Linked DNA regions of Rattus norvegicus: region 2 is linked to region 1. Evidence: chromatin contacts called from public Hi-C data. All regions are on one chromosome and are shown on one strand. The core of a region is the stretch at or near the end of the contact, and the rest is flanking DNA. Distances in the headings are between cores, read along the strand shown. Region 1 has its middle 19 kb from the start of Dusp23. Region 2 holds the start of Apcs (amyloid P component, serum).

What was found. Hi-C and Micro-C count contacts between places; a contact is called where the count stands out from the background.
Region 2: a contact with region 1 is called in a Hi-C map of liver, with 6 times the contacts expected there. The contact joins the promoter of Apcs here to the enhancer-like site in region 1. A contact is called at or near these places in 3 of 12 Hi-C or Micro-C datasets (hepatocytes, kidney and liver).

What each region holds. Positions count from the first base shown.
Region 1 is chr13:87,650,059-87,653,420 of GRCr8, forward strand. No RefSeq gene overlaps it. Among named protein-coding and RNA genes, the nearest start is that of Dusp23, 19 kb to the left of the region's middle. Within about 2 kb of position 1,478, at least 4 of the 93 cell types and tissues checked have an H3K27ac peak or open chromatin away from gene starts, as enhancers often do. A contact at or near this core is called in hepatocytes and liver, where this site is marked.
Region 2 is chr13:87,904,955-87,908,316 of GRCr8, forward strand. Apcs (amyloid P component, serum) reads right to left here and starts at 1,554. Exons shown (of 2, transcript NM_017170.3): 1 at 1,427-1,554; 2 at 578-1,316. The coding sequence starts at 1,493. The coding sequence ends at 697.

The DNA.
Region 1 (3,362 bases), core at 228-2,727:
ATTGAGGCTTCCCAACAGACCCCGAGAGCGAACTGCTTAGCCGAGTCCAGTGAGGTGACCTAACATACTTGGTATTATTATATGCCACCATTTTGAGGCTATTGTGAAGTGACAGCCAGATCCCGTGTGAAAGAACTGTTCAGGACACGGATCTATGAAGCCCAGGAACGTTCATCTCTGTTTGGTGTGTGGTTTTTATTTTCTGAGAAAAGGTCTTGCTGTGTAGTCTTGGCTGTCCTAGTACTCTCTATACAGTCCCAACTGGCCTTGAACTGGAAACAATTCTACTTCAGTCTCCTGAGTGCTGGTTTTCTTGGCCTGAGCTACCACCCTAGGTTCCTTGGATAGCTTTGAGGGTCAAGTGCATCACATCAACTTACGTTGGATATCAGGAAGTGCTGATCACCTCACGCTGTTTTAGAAAACGAATTAAAAGTTTCATTTTTGTGATGGCCTTGCCATCTTTCCTAGGTTAGTCTGGGAGTCCTGCTCTGGTGCCCTTCCCTAGCCTCCTTAATGCTGATGTTACAGATGTGAGCTACCACACACAGTGTCCTTTTGTGTTAATACCTTTTCTGTGTAGCTGTTTGCAAGCTCAGAGCTGAATTAACCAGTCAGTTTTGTAAGAAAATAAGATGAAAAAAAATCACCTATGTGGTTCCTCTGTCTTATCTTATTCTTCCTTTGGCATTCTTTAAAAACAGAAGCCTCACCTCAGTGGGTAAGTGTTAAGCCACTTCGGAGGATGAGGACCTGTCGTGTGTGTGTGTGTGTGTGTGTGTGTGTGTGTGTGTGTGTGTGCCTTTATTAAGCCAGTATGTGGTGTGAGGTCATCTAGTGGGGCTGACTATGGAGCTGGGAGGCTCACCAGTGGCCTTTTCCATAAGAGGAGAGCTTCAAAGCAACTTTCCAGGTGAACAGAGGTAAGGAGCAGCAAGATCTCAGGCCTGGTGAAGTTCATGCCCATGCCTTCAGCTCACTGCGGTCCTCCAGTAGGGGGCAGCCCTGAGCCTAGTCATTTGGGGATGGGATGGAAGTGGAAAGGCTGACAAGGTTCAGCTGAGGGCTGGACCTTTCAGATTATTAGTGGTGTCATAGAAGGAGTGTTTAAGCATTGGGCAATGCATATCCTAAAGCGGGTACATATTAAGCTTTGTGATTTTCTTCCCTGACAATAGAGATGGTTTACTGCTGGGAGAATCCTGTAGGCTTTGGGTGATACGTCAGTGGTACGTGGCTCACATAGAGTACAATAAAGTGAGCTTACACCGTGCAGACACTCGGAAAGAAGGCGAGGTGAGGGGAGGAGTTCTGAGTAGCAGTGAATTCAATCCTGGGAATTTTCGGCACCATGGCATTTGGTGGGGAAGATATTTTGGGCAGTGGGGATTGCGGTGTGTCTCCAGTTACACCATTTGAGTAGTTGCTTACTCTTCTGTTTGTGGGTCCAGGCTTGTCTGTCTGGGGGCATGTGATCTGCAGGTGTGGATAGGAAGGTCAGAGGGGGGAGGGGATTGAGCAAGAGGCTGACGTGGGTGGGAGGGAGAGAGGGACGAAAGCTTTCACAGGGCTGACTGCTCAGGAAACTTAACACCTGGAAGTCCATCCTAAAGTAACTGTTCAAAACCTTTCATTAATAAATAGCTTTTCACCTTTGGTACGCAGGAGAAAATTCTGGAAGGGGGTTCGTAACACTGCACCAGCACTGTAGCCAGGCATGTCAGGACACATCTGAGGAACTCACAGGCACGCTCAGCTTCTTTTAGCCTTTTCCTACAGCTTCCTTACAACCACAGAAAGCTGCTGTACTGAGGAAAAGCCCCACAACGCTTTGGGGTAGAGGTATGCCGCAGCCGGCCCACGGTTCTTTCCAGCAACTGATGGATTTGTTACCATTAGTATAAGGTAGCTCTCCAGAAATTCTGCAATTGCCTCTCGAAATAGGGAAACCTCAGGTCATGTGGGTAGGGTATTGCTAATGGGGGTGAAAACTTTTCCGGACCATTAAAACCAGTTCCTGTCACTTGCCTCTAAGTAAAAGTTTAAACAAACCTCTGTTCTGTGTTAGGAAAACCAGAATCAATACCCGATTATAGCAAAGTTCAATGTCATTCTACCTGATTCCACGGAACTCACAAAATCCACAAGGGGCGGGAGCTGAGATTGATGACTCTCAAGTGTTCAACTCAGAATCCAACTTCTTGGGCTGTTATCCATAGGCTTCCAATGACATTAATCACCAATAATCATGGTTGCTGTATTAACATTGCACAGCGCCGTACAGCTCTTAAATCATTTTCCATATACATATCATTTAATCTTTATTAAAAACCCCACAAAGTGATTATTACTCTTGTACTTTTCCAGAGGAGAAAACCGAGGCTTAGGATAACGTAAGCACATTATCCCAGATCTCAGGGGGAGTGGGTGTCAGTGGTGCGCTTGTATCAGGTCTTACTGATCTCAGTCCATTTCTGCCATTGGGGCAGAGTCCAGAGATCAGAGTCAGGATTGGGGGTGAGAGGCAGAGCATGGACTACTACACGAGGCAACATCTGGTCATCTCGGAAGGGGCTGTCCTCAGAGAAGGACAATCTTTCTCTAGCAGCAAGGTAATCAGACAGCCACCAGAGACCTTTATATCTGGAATTAGGTTCGACACCTTCGACTTTCAGATGAGGGGGCAAAGATACAGAAGTTTGCTGTCTTTCAGATTCACGAAGCTGCCCGGAGATTAGGCTGGGATTGTTGCCCAATTTTCTGCCCTTAAAATGGAATTTCGGCCACTCTACCTGGGCGCTTTTCTAGCTGTGCAGTCTGTTCTTTCGACGAGGAAGCAATGTGTTTACAGTGGAGGATGATGGGGCACGCCTTAGATAGGCGAGCTAATAATAACATTTGCTCTGATTCATCAAACACCTGTGAAACACTGCATCAGATACTCTGCGGGCATGCTCTGCAATTTTCACTGGAACTTGCAAAATCTGTATTATTATTGCGTAAAGAGATGGGGACCAGGGATGAAGAGGGACTAGCCAAGTGACACTGAGTTCGAGATTTTTTCCATTGTACAGGGTAACCTCTGCAATAATTTCTCCCTTGCCCTAGAAAAACTGAAATATCTGAGTTCTTTTTTTTTACACAGTCAAGTATCTGTTTTAGAAATCATTAAAATTCAAATCGTCTGTGTTTATTCCTAGAACTATATCTGATTAAAAAGGGAGATAAGGGAGATGATTCAGTTATTGCCTTTAAACAGAGACCTTAGAAGTCTTGATTAATAAGTATATATTTTAATTGTGAAGAAAAACCAACAGTTTTTTCTTTTAAAAAAGAACTACAAATTAAAGCCATATGTTTAA
Region 2 (3,362 bases), core at 304-2,803, 250 kb after region 1:
TCACTTGTTGAGATTTGAACTGTATCTTGTGAGAGGAAGGAAGTGTGGGAGGAGTGTAAAGACATTTCTGTTAGCAATATTACGTGTTCCTCAGACATGGAATCTGTCTGTGATAACATCTCAGTGGCTTGCAAAAGCCAGGTGTTCTAGATCACCACTGGAGCTTTTGAGACATCATACATGTTTGTTTTCATACAAATTGATCTCAGTTTCTATATGTTTTTAATTTTCATTTTTATTCTAATCTCTCAATTTCATTTGCTGTCCAGTTTTTAACTGTCACTTATCTTTATCATTGTGTCCCTTGAGCAACATCATTTATTGACTTGTACTTTGAAAAGTAAGCAGAAGGATTTCTACTGCAATTTTACACATATTTTGAGCTATTATTAAACTGATCACCAGTAGCTTATTAGTGTTGCCACTTTCCTCCTTGTGAAATGCTTTGGCATTTCAGTTGCTTAAATTCCCCCTGCTTTATAACTTGATTTTTCAAGATATTGAAACACCAATTATCAAAAGAAGTAGAGCCAAGAGAAAGCATTTGAAATTACATCAAGCAACAAAACAATGCAGGTAGAATTTGATAGGATTTTTATTTGGCAGATATGTAGACAGGACATTCATAAAGAAGAAAAAACTCCAGATAGAGTGAGTTCTGCCACCTTGACCTCGTACACACTGATCATCTCATTTTCATGAGCTTTTGTTGTCCCACATACGGGGCTTGATGACTACATAACCATTTATTTCATAATTCAGGGCCCGCCAATCCAAAATATTAGGATTGGGTGGGAAACCTCTGTCCACAGAATGAATGTTCTCTGGGGTCAGCACACTGTCCCACATGTACAAATCTGCAATCTCTCCCACAAAGGACTGTGTCTTATCAAACCCTCCTCCATACGTATCCTGCTCCTGTCCCAGGACAATACTGGGTGAGGATTTCACAGTGTATCCCTTCTGCAAACCCTTTTTTACCCAAGGCTTTCCATTGACCCAAAATTCAGCAATACCAGAGGAGGACTCCCAGCTGGTACAGAAATGTATTGGAGAAGGGAATTCTTCTAAACCACGGACTGTGACTTTTGAATTTCCAATGTATAGGCTATATTGTCCAACTTTGTCTTTATAAATTAGTAGCTCATTGTCTCTGCTGTTGACACTGTAGGAGAAAAGACTCTGAGAGCGGGAAAGGTCACTGTAGGCTCGGAAACACAGTGTAAAATTCTGCAGCGGTTTTTCTAGCCATGGGATCAGCTTCACATAATCAGTTTCAGATTCTCTGGGGAACACAAATACCTTCTGATTGAGGTCTGTGAGATAAAGCAAGAAAGAGAATGCATTTCAACAAATTCAGAGAAACAATATCTCAGGTTCAACTTTTCTCATTTTATGCTCCCCGACAGTAGCCTAAACTTCTTACCTGTCTGAGCAAAGGCTTCTGAAAGAAGGCTGGTGAAGACAGACATCCAAAGCAGCAGCTTGTCCATGCTTGGTCCAGGGTATGACAGCAGCAGCAGCAGCTGTTGCTTGGGTATGGGACGAAAGTGTGGTGGCCCCCTATGCTCTTCAGATTTTAAGTTTTGTATGTGCCTTTGATGACAATGAAGGGTGGAGAGAAGCAACACCATGTGAGGTATTCCCAGGTCCTCTTTTGTCCTGCCAATATTTAGAGCTGTTATTGGAAAGTAAATGATTAGCTCCTGTGCTGGAAAATCAGTGACAGTTATTCATTAGACACAAGCCAGTGCTAGAGCTCTAATCCCTGTGACCCAGATTCCATTGCTGGGAAGAGAAGAGATGCAGAACTTCAAGATCCTACCGATGGAACGAGAGGCCAGGTTGGCCACATGAGTTGTTCTGTTTTGCAGCTGGGTCTCTTTCTCATGACTCTGTGCTTTGCTAGACGGGGATATGGGGACAGGGCAATTACATACCTATTAAAGTTAAGCAAAGTGGCCTTTTCCGTGTAGGACGTTCTAGAGTTCCAGCTTCTGCCAAGCACCCTAAAACATCTATTTGTCTCTTTGATTTCGATTCCTCAAATAATGAGTAACACATCCAGGCATAACTAAGAGGATAGAGACAGCTGAACTACAAACTTCCTGTTTGCCCTGAGCATACTAGTTTTCTACAACGATTACTCAGCTACCCTTTATTTTATGACTCATGATGCTTTCTTATCTTAAACTTTCTTATTTCTCATTGTGACTAATTGGTTTTGGTGACATACACACCTGCCGAAAGTCAGCGTCTTCCTGTTTCCCGCTCTTTCCTTTGAGCCCTTGGGCATTAAGATGCATCTTTGCTGATGAACGCATTGTTGCATTGTGCTCAGATGTGTGCACTCATTCCCACACTCATTAGGTGTGGAGAATTAGATGGGGGCCCACTCTTACAGTGCCAATGAACTTCATACCTGTGTTCTCTCCTGCTAATTTAAAAGTCAACCTTTATTAGTCACCACTCAAAGCTGCTTGGCTTTCTCCTTTCTGCTTGCTTGATTTTCTTTCTTACCTCTAAAACCTATAGAATCTTTATTATCATTTTTTTGTGTCTAGCTTATTATTATTTTCTTTCTTTCCTTTCAGTTCACCTTGGGTTAATTAGGCTTTTCAATGACACATTGAAAATGACACTAGCATGGGTAATCATCTTCTTCAACTCTACTCTCATTATTCTTCAAATCCTCATCTCTGGGAATATTTTTTTAAATCTATTTTTTTCTAATCTAAGCTGAATCTCGGGTTGTGAAGCCTTTCATAACTTGCAAAGTGTGGGTGAGGAGTAGACTTAGCTGGAGTTACACATCCTATTATTTCATGCATTATATACTGAACTTTCTTCTTGGAAGCCTATGCCATCTCCAGTATCCCTCTCCCTTGCTTGTGTTCTCTGAATCAAATCCTATTTTCCAGTCAAACACCTCTATTTGTTACTCTTTACTTCTGACTTACATCCTGACTTTGTTACTTCTATTCATCACCTTGAAATCCTTTATTATCTTTTTCTTTTTATTCAAACCCTAAAGGTTCTTCAAAATAAATCTCAAAAGTGATCTGCTTTCTAAGGCTTTTCTAATGGACCAACTACATATGATCTCACTTTTTTGGACTCTTAAAAATATCTTAGTTTTTTTTCTCTTACTTTGGTAAGACAACACGACCAAAGCAACTTAGAGAAGGAAGGATTATTTGGAACTTACAGCCTGCATGCTGGCACTGGAACAATATCTCACAGCCCCATCTTGATACACAACCATGAGACAGATAGATAATGACTCAATTGGCTGAGCAGAAAACTCTTTCTCTATCTTACACCCAACACAAGTGTCATAGAAGTGTAATGCTATTCCTGTC